Linked DNA regions of Danio rerio: region 2 is linked to region 1. The links are chromatin contacts, called in public Hi-C maps. All regions are on one chromosome and are shown on one strand. Each heading gives the region's core, a stretch centred on a gene start, on an enhancer-like site or on the middle of the called end of the contact. The rest is flanking DNA. Distances are from core to core; before and after follow the strand shown.

Region 1 (7,763 bases), core at 2,068-4,567:
TACCAGCGCTCTGTGACAGTTGTGGCCAGCACTGAGGTCTTACTGAATCCTTGAGACAGATGCCCATTGTAGACTGAAATGTTAACTACCATCGGTGTGAGTACATTTGTCTTGCGCAACCTTAAATGAAAAGAGACCTGAAAAATTAGTGAATGAATATGCAATAAAATAAATAAACTTAAATCTCACAATTTGGATTCATTAGGATCAAAATGTATTTTTAAACTTAGTACACTATCATTCATTACCTGAGAGCTGATCGACTTCCTGGTACAGGCCTCAGGCTCCACAGCAAACCCATCTGCTCTGTGCCTTCATATGTACCTCCCAAACTTTCATCTTTTGCCACTATTTCAACAGGATACATACAAATGTCATTCATTGCTAAAGTGACTGATCTTCAATTAGTCGAAGCAGGTTATTTATCATAATGTGAGGTAATTTAAGTACTTAACAAAACAAATAACAAATGGAATAAACAGTCTTTGCAGATTATACACTACTGTTTAAAGTTTGAGGCTGTTAAAATATAAACTTTTTAAAAGTTTAAAAAACCTGTAATATTAGTTGTAAAAGAAGAAATTAAACATTTAACTTTCTATTCATCAAAGATTCTTGAAAAATGTATCTTGGTTTGCATAAAAATTATAAGCAGCACATTCATTTTTAACAGATGATGATGATGATAATAATAGTTAAATAATATTACATTTTTCTTGAGTACAATATCAATATAATGTAATGACTTAGGAAAGATTGTGACATTCAACACTGGAGTAATTGCTGCTGAAAATTCAGCTTTGACATTATTTCTGCAAAACCTTAAACAAACTCATGGAGTTTTTTGTTGCCACGCCACTCACTCTTTATGCAAACTGCAACATTATCACTCTTTATGCAAACTGCAACATTAACACAGTAAAGCACTGTGATGCTCTTGAATTTGGGAAACAAACCGTAAAAGTTAAATGTCAAAAACACAGTTTTCAAGCTAAAGTTGGTGCAGTTACCCATGCTTGTTTTTAATGATGTCATCAAACCAGCTGTGCAGCATGCATCCACTTCTTTACCAACTGTATAATATTAAAGCCAAATTTGCACTGATAAACCAATTTTTTTCAAGCAATGAATGTAGTAAAGGACAAGAAAAGTAAGGGGATGAGAGTGCAAAGTGTAAAATAATGTCTAGCCTCAGTCTGTCAGTTTTTCCACACTTTAGAAGGGTAGTTGGTATGGAGTATGTTTAGGTTGGAGTCATGCATCAGATTGTTGTACACACCTGTCACTGTTCCATGTTCATCACTGATATAGTGTCCAAAAGCCTCCCAGAAGTCCTTATCTTCAGACTGATGTAGAGAGTGCAGCGTTACCTCTTGATTTGGCAGTAAATTTGTTATGACAATTTGAAACTTCTCGTCAACCAGTCCTCGACGAGGCTGAACAGTCAACAAAGGACTTGTCCTATTCGCGGTGCTCACAGTCCTAGGGAGAAATAAATAAACAAAAATAAATAAATAAACAAACAAAAATATTTTTTTCCCTATAAGTCTTTCCAATGTACAAATCTTCCCTTTGATTCACTGTTGTGAATACACTTATTGGTTTTTATTAGTGGTTGTTAGTTTATTATTAGTTTTTCAATATTTTTCTTGGACAACAATAAGAGTTGTTGAATACTTTTAGGACTTTAACTTTAATAAAATGTTGTGACCCACTTTCAATGTTGACTACTGTATACAGTGGGCCTATCTATTTTTATATTACATTTAATTATTTTTATATTATTTTTATAGAAATTATTATATAAACACACTTAAATGCTAAATTATTTAAATTTAAAAAGACAAAGTAATGTGACTAAATCATCGATTCACAAATGTTTAATCATATTTACCTTTTCATATCATCTTACCTTATCAGGCTTATGATAAATATAGTAAATATGATCATATTTACAAGCTTGTTGCACTATAAACTGTTTAGCATCTGCACAACTCTGGTTTGCACTCCTTGCCATGTGCCCTTGAGTGTAATTGCGTTGTTTACAATTTTTTTACTTATATTTTAAGATTAAATTATATGTGTAATTGTATTTACTGTACATATCATTTAATAGACAACAACAAAGCTGACTTTGATTAATAAACCAGGCATTACTATCTCAGGAGAAGAATTGTTCTGAAAATGTTATATTTTTTTTCCTGAAGACACATTTAAGACAAGACTCTGACCATTTTTATGAAATGTGGTGCTTTTACATTTATTTTTACACTACACTAACGTTAGTCAGTTACTATTCATCAATGTCATGGAGGGGAAAAGGCAAAATTCCCCATTTGCTACACACTACACAGTTAGCCTACATGACTTTGGAACAATCAGGGTAAGTGAGTTGCAATCATGTTGCCTAATAAACGCTAGTAAAATCAACAATTACCTGCCGCAATGTCACAAATTATGATAATGTTAACTTAATCACAATCACAGACAAAAAAATAAACGAATTAATTAAATTACGAAGTCATGATTCTGTAGCTGTAAAAAATACATACAGTATTTTGTTAAAACCTTTGTTGATGACAAGAAATATATGTACGTTACCTAACAGGTGCCAACATGGTAGTCCGATAATAGACGTTTCTTTCTTCTATAAACTGATTAGAGTCAGTCACAATATTCCTACAAAGGCAAAAGATAAATAAATTATGTATTACTTCACTTCTCAAAAAGTTTACAACTTGTTTAACGTGTAAGCTTGCGTAAGTGAAAGACCCAGGCAGAAGGAAGTTTTAAAGAACGATATCCATCTAATTTAAATCCAATCTATTTTAATTTACCTACAGGAAATGAACGTTATAACTACAAATTGTAGACGTAACGTTAGTATAACGTTAGATAATTTAACTTATCGTTCAAATAACTACCTGTAGTGATGACGTTCTGAAGTTCAGCATGGACTAATGCTGATGACGAAATGTTACCTTTGACACAGAATGTCATCACAGCAGCAAATGTCCTTTATAACATTCTAAAGCCAGGGCATACCTTTTTAATGCAAATACTGTAAATTCCGACACTGAAACTCTAAATTAGCATGTCATTTTGAAGGGAAGACAAATCACAATTAATGCAACACAAGCTCCAACCACCACAAAGACAACGCGTAAATTGCATAGATTTCAACAAATATACAAATTATTAAATACCAACATATTGACCCACACTTATACAAAATATTTATGTTTTTGAGTGGTGTCCCACCATAGACCTACCCATGGTCCCGTCCTGTTCTTCTTCTTTCTATTTTTAACATGCCACACTTATCAGTGTATTACTGCCATCTGCTGGTGACTCGAATCAAAAACATTTTCCAGTAGATAGGATATATTCAGAGCTTAGTGTTTTTTTTCATCTTCTTCCATGAATTGATATTGTGCAGGCAGTTTATTGTACAAGCAAAAGTGTCACTAAGTGCCACCTTTTTAAAATCTGTTTCTTTTATCTAACGCTAGTAAATTAAAGCATGTCAGACTGCTCTTCTCCCTTATCTGTTGAGCTATAGATGAAGATTTTCTTGGCTTCAAGGAACATCTTTTTTATAAACATTGCTTGAACGGAAACAGAAAGGCATTAATACAGTTTATAATTACACAAAAGATAACAATCAGTTTGCATACATTCACAATCTTTCCATTCTCAATAATAATAATAATACAAACTTATAAATAAAATAACAAAAATTAACAAACAAAAATAAATCAATAAATGATTAAAAAACACCTGTAGCAGAGGAGTTGAAGTTGTCAAAATATGAAACCAAAATCAGTCTGTAGTTGCTCAATAGGGTGTTATCCAAATTGCTCTTTTTTAAAGAGGGGTTTAACAACTGCAATTTTAAGGGAGTTAAAAATGTCCCAGGAAGAAGTATTTTCCACTTCAAGGAGATCGATTTCTAAACAATTGCATCATTTTGAAGAACAATGTGTGTAGTGTGTCAAGACTAAAGGTTAATGTTTTTATAATCAGTACGATTGCTTCCAAAATTTTGCTATCAATTGCCTTGACTTTAGTCGTGATTGATCCTTTCTGACAACAGCAAAACTTGGCTGATTGGATGAGCTGATTGCCTTTCTGATATTATTATCTTATCGGTAAAAAAATGAGCAAACTCATTGTTTTTGCAACTCATACAGGTTAATTATACAACAGGTATTTACATCCCAAAATACCATTAATATAAATAAAACTAACTTTTATTATAGCAAATTCATCCAAATTATCTCAAATCTTCTAGATTGCATAAATATTTTTCATGTTTAAAACACAGATTCTCATAATCATAATAGTCATTTTAGAAAACACACAATCTTTTTTTTTAAAAACAAACAAAAGTCCAACTAAATTAGAAAATGAAATGATCTCAAATTATTATTTATGCTTTTATTAAGCAGAGGTAGATTTTGATTACAAAATAAGAAAATGTAGTGCCAGAATCATCTTAAGTGTCTTTCTCCGCAAACAGAATCTAATACATTTATTTGGCAGTGTTACCATAACCATGTAATTATTAATTTCTGTACATAATTATTACAATAATTAATAATGCATTTTGGCATGTGTCTGCTACAAAAGTATTGCTTAAAATATACTTAAGATCCTCTTTTATGCAATACAGATAACAAAGTGAAATGTAACATCAAGTACTGGCAGCATCATCATTGAATTTAAAGGCATTTTGAAATGAAGTTGGTCATATATCACAGTCTCAAATGAAGAAACTACAATTTGGCTTTAACGCTTGAACCGTAGAGGTGCTCTCGAAAAAATGCTAAAATCTTCTTCCATGAGTCCTCTTGAGCGTATGCATGTGGTTTAGTTTGTCCACCCCACAGCATGACAACTGCAGAAACAACAAAACAACATTCAGATGTACATTCAAACAGATATTTACACATTTAAGGAGATTTAAAGAGACGCATTACTAAAAAATGTTAGTTGACATTATTCACTCTCCCTCCACATGTTTCAAACCTGTATGAGTTTCATACTAGTGCAACATGTGGATTCACTTAACGAATATTATATCCCACATCGCAGATGCTTTATATGTAAATGGAGAGTTCTAAATGCATACCAAATTAGCGGCTGTAGACATGTTGTCACTTTTCTACATATACTTGCGTATACCAAGCCAGCATTTGCCACTGTCATCTTGTAATACAGCGTTTTTGGCCATTTTGCAGATATTTGATATTTGTAAATGGAGATTATCCTGATTGTTATTGTGTATAATACAAACTGTAAATCGCAAAAAACTATTCCATTTCGGCTACCTCACTATTATGTAAATAAAACCATATAGTATATTGAATATTATAACAGGTGTATTATTTATGTTCATTTGAATGAAAGTTCCCTAATTTCTAAGTGCGGCTCATAAATAAAACGTAGTTGTCATGTGAGGAAAAAGGATATGAAAACTGCAAAACAGAAGGCAATGATAGATCATGTATGCTTGCCTTTCTCATTCATTTTATGCAGGAGGAAGTTAGTTGCTCTGAAGTGAGGTGTGTATGGAGGTTCAATTAGATGACCAGCATCAGGGTATGTCAAGACAGTCAGCAGTTGTCGATTTCCTGCTTTCTTCATCATCATCTCCATCTGTGTGTAAATGAATCATATCAAGGTTCTAATTAATTGCATTTGTGTGAACACTATACGGATAACTGTTATTTAAAGTCAATGGTAAACAGAACATTTTGGGTACCAACATTCATGAGAATATCTGATGAATAATATTGGAAGAAGGGTGGAAACCTGTAACCAGTGACATGCATAGTAGAACCTACTAAACAAATGCAATGGAAGTCAGTGGTTAAAGGATTTTCAAATTGTCCAGTGTATCTATATAAAAACTCATTTGGAGCAAGTCAAAGGTGAATAACCCAGGGCAGGATTTTCTTTTTTGAGTGAACCATTCCAGTTGGCACATAACGTCTTACAACGTTAATATTAGGTTAGCTTTAGGTCACCAGCATCTAAGGACAATGTTATTTTGACGTCCAATAACGATTTGAAATGACGTTGATATTTTGTTGATTTTAGGTTGTGTTGGAAAATGACCAAAATCCAATGTAGAGCCAACATTTCAAATTAACGTCACATTGACATCATACACTGACATTTATTCAGCAGGTATGTCAACCAAAATCCATTTTTGGATTTTGATAGATGTCATTTCTGTAATGTCTACACAACGTCAAGCTGTAATATCATTAGATGTTGATATTTGGTCGATTTTAGGTTGGACATTGACATCAGCCTGACGTTGGGTTCTGATGTCAACCTGATTTTTTATTTCCAAACAAACTGGAAAGTCCTACGACATTGGCGTACAACGTCAACCTGATGTCATGTTGATGTCCTCCCTTCAGCAAAAATGTATCAAAACAAATCCACCAGGGTACATCCACATTTCTAATTTTTGGTTAAGTTGATTTTTATCCATCTAATTAAGGATAAAATATATTACGTAAAAGATAACATTTTTACAAAAAAAAGATCTATTGTTATTATTCCTTTACATGAGCTTACACACATCTTTTTGAAGTATAACCATTAAATTACAAAAGGTCTATTCCAGTCATTGAAAGTCAAAGAAATGTTTATATTTTATGTCCAAGTAATGGAATATCAGAATTAGTTTTTTCTCATCATATTAAATTTAACTTGCTTTCAATTAGAGACACTCGATTGACCAGCCAGGCCGATTTCAGCTGGTTTGTTCTGTTTAGCAGTGAGCGAGATGCTCATGTACAAAGTGCTTTAAAAGACATGAGCTTAACAGTCATGCATGTTCATCAACCACGTGTTTACTTGCTGTATAACAATACAGACTTCTCATGTTTGGTTTTCTGGCCACTGTTTCGGTACGGTATATATGATATGCTCAGTAAAAAAGCACTGTCAAAGAAAAATAAAATTAATAAAAGTAAAGCACAACACAAAATGAATAAAATATAGCATACACACTATTTAAATAAACAGTGCTTTTCAGGTTTTTCATGCATCTTTTTCGTTAAACAAACTGAATAATATACAGTAATCAAGTATAACATTGCAAACTGTATATAGTCTTTACTGTATAAATTCTATAAAGGTTAATCATTATTGAGCTACAGGTTTATGTTAATGTTATTAGCCCTACAGTGAAATTTTTAATCCTTTTTTAAATATTTCTTTTTCAAGTTATCTTTGAGCAAGGATAGAGGAAAGTTTTGCAGTATTTCCTACTGATGTGGCGTTATGTCAGTGAAAGTCAGGGAATTTGACTGAAATATATAAATTAACATACATACATAAAAAAAAAAAAAACATTCATACAAACAATAGACTCACATCTTCAGCAGATTCAACGGTAGCCCAATTCTGATCATCAGTACCATTCACCAACAAAAGAGGACACTTTATTCTCCCAACCTGAAAACGGAACTGATAATTACAAAAAAAAAAAAAAAGACAAAAAAACATGCTGAAGTCAAACTTACGTCTACTTTCAGAGCCGGGTCTGAGGGAATTGGCAAGATCGTGTTTCTGTGTATTAAGTGGTTGTCCTCATTCACTTGTATTTTACCGTTAAGCCTGCAATGAGCATTACCATTGTGTGTTACTGTTTATCATTAGGACCAGTTATTCAAGTGCCTGATATGAGAGGGTTTATTCACTTTGTGAAAGAACAATATATATGACAGAAACATCTAATA
Region 2 (7,763 bases), core at 3,419-5,918, 150 kb before region 1:
GCATTAAGGGTTTGTAAACTTTTGAACTGTGTAATTGTATTTAATTATGTAATTGCTGTATTTGAAAAGTAATATATGTCATTTTAAATAGTATTGGCTCTAGTGGACTATGTGTAAACCTGTACGTGAAATATCCTATTCAGCTCAGGACTAAAAAAATATATGTTTGAATTATGTATAATGCCCCTATTTTAATAAAATTATTAACATTTTGTACAATCTGCAAGGGGTGAACAAACTTTTATAATACAAGAAAATAATAATAATTATAATAAAAGTATTGTTTTACAGGACAAAGTTTTTTTTCAGTTTTTTGGTACAATGAAGGTTTGTTATTATATATTTAGTATGGGGTTGTCATGAGTATAGCTATTTCTGCTGATATGGCATTAAAACATAAAATTACAATAAATAAAAATAAAATTTACAGGACAAACCATTGTAAAACAAATAATTGCCTCATTACCCTAATTTGCCTAGTTAACCTTATTATCCCAGTTAAGTCTTTAAATTGCACTTTAAGCTAAATACTAGTATCTATCTAGTAAAATATCAGCCATATCACCCTGCAGCCCAAGGCCGGTTACTTACTGAAGCTAAGCAGGGCTGAGCCTGGTCAGTACCTGGATGGGAGACCACATGTGAAAGCTAGGTTGCTGTTGGAAGTGCCGTTAGTGGGTCCTAATGCCCCTATAGAGTGAAGGGGGGCGCTATGCTGTCAGTGAGTGTTGTCTTTTGGATGAAACGTTAAACTGACATTAGACTCTCTGTGGTCATTAAAAATCTCATGGCACTTCTGGTTAAGAGTAGGGGTGTAACCCCGGTGTCCTGGCCAAATTCCCTCCACTGGCCCTTACCCATCATGGCCTCCTAATAATTCCCATCCACCAAAATGGCTCTATCACTGTCTCTCCATTCCACCTATAGATGGTGTGGGGTGAGCAAACTAGCGTTGTTGTCTCGTGGCTGCCGTCGCATCATCCAAATGGATGCTGCACACTGGTGCTGGTGTGGAGAGACCCCCCTCTTGATTGTGAAGCGCTTTGGGCATATGGCCATACCAGATAAATGTGCTATATAAATACGCGTTACATTACATTACAATATTATTTTCTGTCATCATGACTAAAATTAAAGAAATTGGTTTTAGAAAGTAGTTATTAAAACTATTATATTAAGAAATGTGTTTAATAAAATCCTTCCTCCATTAGACAGAAATTGGGGGAAAAATATAAAATAATAAAAATTTACCAGAAGGGCTAATAGTTCTGACATTATTTGAAATTCTGAAGACTTGTTTTATGAGGTAATTATCTCTAATCATTAATTCTTCTCTCCTTCAGTCTTTCAAAGTTGTTAGTTCGTCTGCCGGCTCTGCGCCTCATGAGCGCAGCAGTCACCGAAGAGCTGTTTTTCGCAGGCCTCATTGGCAACGTCCAGATCGACAGCATCATTCCGTACATCCTCAAAATGGAATCTACCGACTACAACAGCCAGCCAATCAGCGGCGTCGAGTGACGAACCCCGCCCACAGCCTCACCCATCAGCTTTAACATGTCTCCGGCTTTGCACATTCAGACGCTTTATGATATAATCATACGAATTTTGAATGAGAAAATCATTTTGTTATGACTTTGCTTTTTCATTTTGGTCAGTGATCGTGTCTATGGGTTTTGTAATATGGATTACCACAACTGTTGTGGTTCAGTCCTTCGGGCTTTTATTGTATTGCTGTAATTATGTTTAAAAAGTGTCTATGAAGACACAGAAGTGCAAGAACATGTTCTGGAGAACTTGTTCCAGAAACCTTCCCCCCCAAAAGCACTGACTTTCTCTGTATATGAATTGTGTATATAGGACTAATAATAAATGTCAAATCAAGGACAAAAATGTGTATATTTTTATTTTTGTTTTTTTTATGTTCAGGAAATGTTGTCATTGTTTTCTATTTATTATCTTATATATTTCATTGGCTAATCCTTACTCTGAGCGTGCAATCATTGTGAAAAATCATTTAGTAATCACTATTGAATAGAAAAGTCTTTTGGACAATCATGAGGAATTTTCCGATTATTTCTTTCAGAACCTTGTGAACTCTGTAAAGTTTAAATATATATTTGTGTTGTTGTTTTTTATTATTATTATTATTAAAGGTTGAAATCTGTTTTCGGAAACAAGCTCTGAACAAAAAAGCATCATTAATCACACTTTTTTTCCTTTGACTGGCTAGAAAAGCAGCTGTCAAAACTAATAGTGGACCAATAATGATGCTGAATCTAGCCATGATTTAAACCAGAATTAGGGCCCGCAGGCCAAAGTTAGCCCATTGTAATTCTTGATTTTTATCCCACCATCCCATCTGAGAGGAGAAGTGAGTATGATGGAGAAGGTTAAGATGAACGCCAATTGTCATTTTTAATTTGGAAGTAGCCTTTTTTTTTTGTTTGTTCTATTGCTGAGCGACAAAAATGTTTTAAATAAATGTTGTAAATGAATCTGATTTTTTTCAGTGAATAGAGGACTATCTAGAAGACAATGACAAACAAATTAAGGCAAAAACTAGTGTAATTCTGTTATACATGAGATTGTTTTGTTTTTTATTGTAATAAGTTCATTAATAAATGTAAAAGAAAAACTATTAGCTAATATAAAACAATATTTTCTAGTCATTTTTAAACATTATTAAATAAATTAGGAAATTAGCCAAGTATATTAGCCAAGTATAACCTCAATCAAGTTTGGTTTTTGGCCCTTTATAAGAAAAAGTTAGGACACCCCTGATTTAAACGAAATTCGAATGGCATATTTGGCAACACAATGTAGAGACAAGCCCAAAAAGATCATATGGAAACAAACACATTCAATATGAGTGGACTGCTTTTGTTTACAATTTGGAAAACTTTGAATTGTCAGTTTTGTGCAATGTCATTTTATATGAGTTTTATTTTTCATTTATGCTTGTCTTTCAATGCGTGACTTTTTTTGCATTTTGTTTAGTTTTTGAGCTCTTGAATTTTACACGATTTCAATTACTTGATTTTTGCTTATTATTTGTTAATCCGTATTTGTGTTAATTTTGAATCAGTTAGTAGAGCTAATACTATTATTATACAAATTATACAAAGACATTCAGTATCTCACGTTTGCTAAATATTTTGTATATGTTGAATGGTCTTAGCCTTAGTGAGGAATTAAAAAAAAAATCCTATAATTACTTGCAATTATTTGCTGGGTCATTGAATAATATTTTTTTTTTTTTCAGTTCTATAAAATAACTCATTTTCAGATTCACAGGGTTCTTTAAGAAATTATCAAATTTTTTGCTGTTTTTTTTTTTTTTACAGTTTTGTTGATTTTTTAAATACTAGTTTTAATATTGATACTAAATTAGTTAAGTGACTAACTAATTTATATTTTTTGATTTCTTTTATCTTTGCCATGATGGCAGTAAATAATATTTTACTTGATGTTTTTCAAGAATACTAGTATTCAGCTTAAAGTGCAATATAAAGGCTTAACGAGGTTAATTAGGCAAGTTAGGGTAATTAGATAAGTTATTGTTTAATGATAGTTTGTTCTGTAGACTATGGGAAAATGCTAAAGGGGGCTAATAATTTTAACCTTAAAATTGTTTAAAAAGATAAAATAAAACAAGTCAAGTCTAGTCATTTTTAAACATTATTATAAAATCTACAATCAATATAAAATCTGCTTTTATTCTAGCTAAAATAAAACAAGTAAAACTTTCTTCAGAAGAAAAATTTCGTATGAAATACTGTGAGAAATTCCTTGCTCTGTTAAACATTATTTGGGTAAATTTTTGATAAAGAAAAATGGCTAAAAAAAAGAATGGTTGACTATTATTATAACAATTATATAATAATAATTTGACTTCAACTATATAATTTATGTAAAATATTTAGATAGAAATATGCCATAAAAATCAAATTTTCATGTAGGCTGATATATTTAGAAAATTTAGGAGGACATTTCCTTCTTGTCCCCAGGGCTAATTATGACCTATAACAATAATTATTATTAGCCCATATTTCCAGATTTCGGATATATTACTAGGCTTGTTTTGATGAAACGCATAGTTTTAATACTACTATGATATTGCTAATATTTTCTTAAAAAGTATGCTAACTAAGACACAAAACAAAGAAATTAATATTTTGAAATGTTTAACTTAGACTATTTAATTTTTAAGAGGATATATTTTAAAATGTAATTTTTTCTTGATTTTAAGCTATTTTTAAGATGAAATATGAATATAATGAATTGCTGTAATAAATAAATAAATAAATGTAATAATAACATTAAAGAGATTAACACAAAATGAATATGAACAGTTTAGAGAACTGCAAAGTTCTTCGATTATGATGTAAAATATACCTCAATAAGTTAGTAATTTTTACATTTTAAGTGTTTAATAAAACATATTTTAGGCCTAATGTAATTTTTACAAAGAAAGAAATAAGGTTAAAAGTAGGGTGGATTTAAATGACAGGCATGACATACGTGAACTGAAATATCAAAAGCCATAAATAATGTATAGTAAAATGTATTTCATAGAAAATTTATAATTTTTTAACTGAATTTACTATACGTTGACTCACTTGGGGTCACTAACCTGCACTTTAATTCTGTCCAAACATTTTGGCGGAACGCATCGTTCGTGATCGTTTTACCGGAGGAACGATGAAGTTGCGCGACAGTCCGTCGGTGTTTAGAGTCCGTCAGCGATGGCGGGGTACGCAACGTTAATGCGGCGGTTCGTCGGTGAATTTACCGGTCACGGCGGTGTAAAAGGCTTCCTGGTGCAGTTGTTCAGGTGGGACACTAAAATATTTGTGCTTTACAGTTTTCGATATAATCAGAGATATCAAATAACGCGTGTAAAGCAGTTAGACACTGAGCTTAAAGCAATGACCTTTCTGATAGTGACTGTACACATGACTACAAAACACTGAACATAAGTCTCTTGATTTGAAGGATTATTTGTATTACCGTATTACTATAGCTTTGCAGGTAATGGTGTGAACAAACTAAATGACAAATTACAATAAAACATTTTATGACTTGAGATACTTAGCAAAAAAATAAGAGCTCATTATATTTTATTTTAAATTAATCGCAGCAATAGCTTTAACATTATAAAGTTATTAAAGGTTTTAAATTCAGTAACATTTGCTAAATCTATTATAATATTGTATAGTCATTTAAAGCTTTTTTAAATGCTTTAATTAGAAACAATGACGTTTATATGTCTCTTTAGACAAAACAATACCAATGTTTAAACTTTAGAAGAGTTCAGAAATCCACTTTTTTTTGCAGTAATCATCACATATGAAATCGTTTGTTATACAAACTAATAGTAAATTTTGGTAAACACACGCACTAAATGACAATATTTCATTTGAAATTTTTAGGAAATGTTATCAGACCAAATATTGACTTTTTTACAGACATAATCCAAATCGTTCACACATAATTCAGTTAACTAGAAATTTTCAAGAATTATTTAATTTTATTGGTAACATTTTATCAGAATCAGTTTTATTGCCAAGTGTGCTTCACACACAAGAAATTTGTTTTGGCTACAGAAGCTTCCAGTTTACATAAAGTGACAACATAAAAAAGAAAAAGATGATAAACATTAAACAGAGATGCAGTTAGTCAAAAAAGATCGAGATGTTGAGTTGTATGTACAGATTTGTTATATATATATATATATATATATATATATATATATATATATATATATATATATATATATATATATATATATATATATATACACAAGTTATAAGGTGCTGTGTACAAATGTGTATGGAGAAAGTATAATAAGGGTCACATAGTTAAGTCTAGTTACTGTGTTTACTAACACAAACAAGTAATGGACAATACATTTATTAAGGTATTTACTTGTGTGTGTTAACATCAGTTAATAAAATTACAGTTGTTGGAATTGAAATTTATTTTTTTTACATTTATTTTATTTAACAGGGACAATGCTCATCAATCAATAGTAAAACTGTAAATAAGCCAGAGTTAGCCACAAGGGCTAATTTTCATCTGTTGCCCCCTGCCAGATTTTAAAAAGGCAGCCTAAAATAAAAAATAAAAAACACACATTATTACACATACAAGAACAGTAAAGTTATATACATCACAAAGACAAAGCATGTGATAAGAATTTTATTAAAAAGCTAGAGAATAGAATTAAACGATTACAAGCTTGATTAGCTTTTAACCATTTCTTTAACTTGTATTTAAATTAAATTCTTAAATCAATAGGAAGTGTGTAGAGGAAATGACTGGCTCTAACTGAGAAGACTGACCGTGCAAAAGTTGTTTGTCTAAACTGCACAGCACAGTCTCCTCTAGTAATAGATTGTGTTCCACAACCATTATTTCTCTCTGTACACATAATGGAGATTTTAAAAATTTTAAAAATCATACAAGCATCAGTCAAATATTTCATATTATCAAAGCTCAATAAAAAATGTTTTTATATTATATTACAATGATAATTCACGATAGTCTTTTGAGCAAATCCTTTAAGTCTCTGTTTATGAAGTGTTTCAACTGATTTTAACACTGTTGTACTGGTGTGTGACCAACTAGTAAGACAATATGTAATATGAGGAAAAAATCATGAAGTGCATAAAAAATTTGCTGCTTCTTAGTCAAGTAAGGTAGTAAAGGCCTGAAGTTGGCCAGATTAAATTTAACAGTTTTAACAACCTTCTTGGCATGTTTTGGAACGTCAGTTGTGATTGTGAATCTAAAATTAGACAACCCTGAGCTTTTTACTCTCTTTTAACAAATGCATCAGGATGTTGAATAACTGTCAATGATTGTTAGAAAAACATACAAGCAGTTTTACTTGTATTCAAATTAAGATTTGAGTCACACAACCAATCAGAGACCTGAACCAATGCCTCAGTTTTTTTTTTTTAGTTTTTTTGCGTGCACATATAAAGCTGTGTCACCAACATACATTTGAATATTAATAGTAGGAAAGACTTTTGGAAGGTCAATTATGTACATACTAAACAGGATCGGGCCAAGAATTTGTTAGTTGTTGTTTTTCATTGTAACTTTGTTATCGTTAATATTGAACTATAATTAATAAATGATGTACAAGCTTTGCTTGTTGTTTGTTGATGTTAATTAATACATTAGCTAAAATTAACTGCATGGGCCGTATTGTAAAGTATTCTCTATATATACAATAATGCACACACTCGTAACTCATGATTATATCATGGTCTGTTGAAATTCTTGATTGTGTGCAAAAAAATCGTGTGTAATGCACAAGTAGTTCCAGACAAATTGATCACAGTTCTCAATAAATGTAGACATTAGTAACCATTAACTTAATGACAGCTGTGCACAGATTGTATACATTTCATATTTTCTTAGCCAAAATAACTGCTTGTCTTTTGTGTGTGTACACACACAGAAATAATGTATTTGTTTAGTGCTAAAATTATTTATTTATTATATTGTATGTTTTTTTTTTCTTTTAATATTATTCTGTGCTACTTGTTTGAATTTAAATGTTTTGTATTTCTGTCCCCAAAGATGTTAGGAGACCGAACTACTATTTTTATGGACTTAACAGTTTAATGAAACAGTTTTGTTTAAATTAATCAAAATGATTAACCCTTTTATGCACAAGCTATAAAATAGATATAGAAAAATAAACTTAAATGGGTCACTCTAGACCCAAGTAGTGCATTAAGGGGTTAACT

What was found. A called contact is a pair of places that touch in the nucleus more often than the background predicts.
Region 2: a Hi-C map of hematopoietic stem cells shows a contact between it and region 1, with 2.7 times the contacts expected there. The contact joins the promoter of ndufa12 here to the promoter of acot18 in region 1. A contact is called at or near these places in 4 of 18 Hi-C or Micro-C datasets (caudal fin, embryo, hematopoietic stem cells and 1 more) and 1 of 4 datasets of contacts at active chromatin or transcription factors (embryo).

Annotation. Positions count from the first base shown.
Region 1 is chr4:26,341,074-26,348,836 of GRCz12tu, reverse strand. It overlaps acot18 (acyl-CoA thioesterase 18), which reads right to left and starts at 3,317. Exons shown (of 12, transcript NM_001201537.1): 1 at 3,273-3,317; 2 at 2,602-2,679; 3 at 1,280-1,482; 4 at 249-348; 5 at 1-120. The coding sequence starts at 3,313. It overlaps acot17 (acyl-CoA thioesterase 17), which reads right to left. Exons shown (of 12, transcript NM_213247.2): 9 at 7,548-7,641; 10 at 7,399-7,479; 11 at 5,520-5,661; 12 at 4,426-4,900. The coding sequence ends at 4,779.
Region 2 is chr4:26,487,677-26,495,439 of GRCz12tu, reverse strand. ndufa12 (NADH:ubiquinone oxidoreductase subunit A12) reads left to right here and starts at 4,668. Exons shown (of 4, transcript NM_001033103.2): 1 at 4,668-4,834. The coding sequence starts at 4,746. nr2c1 (nuclear receptor subfamily 2, group C, member 1) reads left to right here. Exons shown (of 14, transcript NM_001020622.1): 14 at 1,344-1,885. The coding sequence ends at 1,518.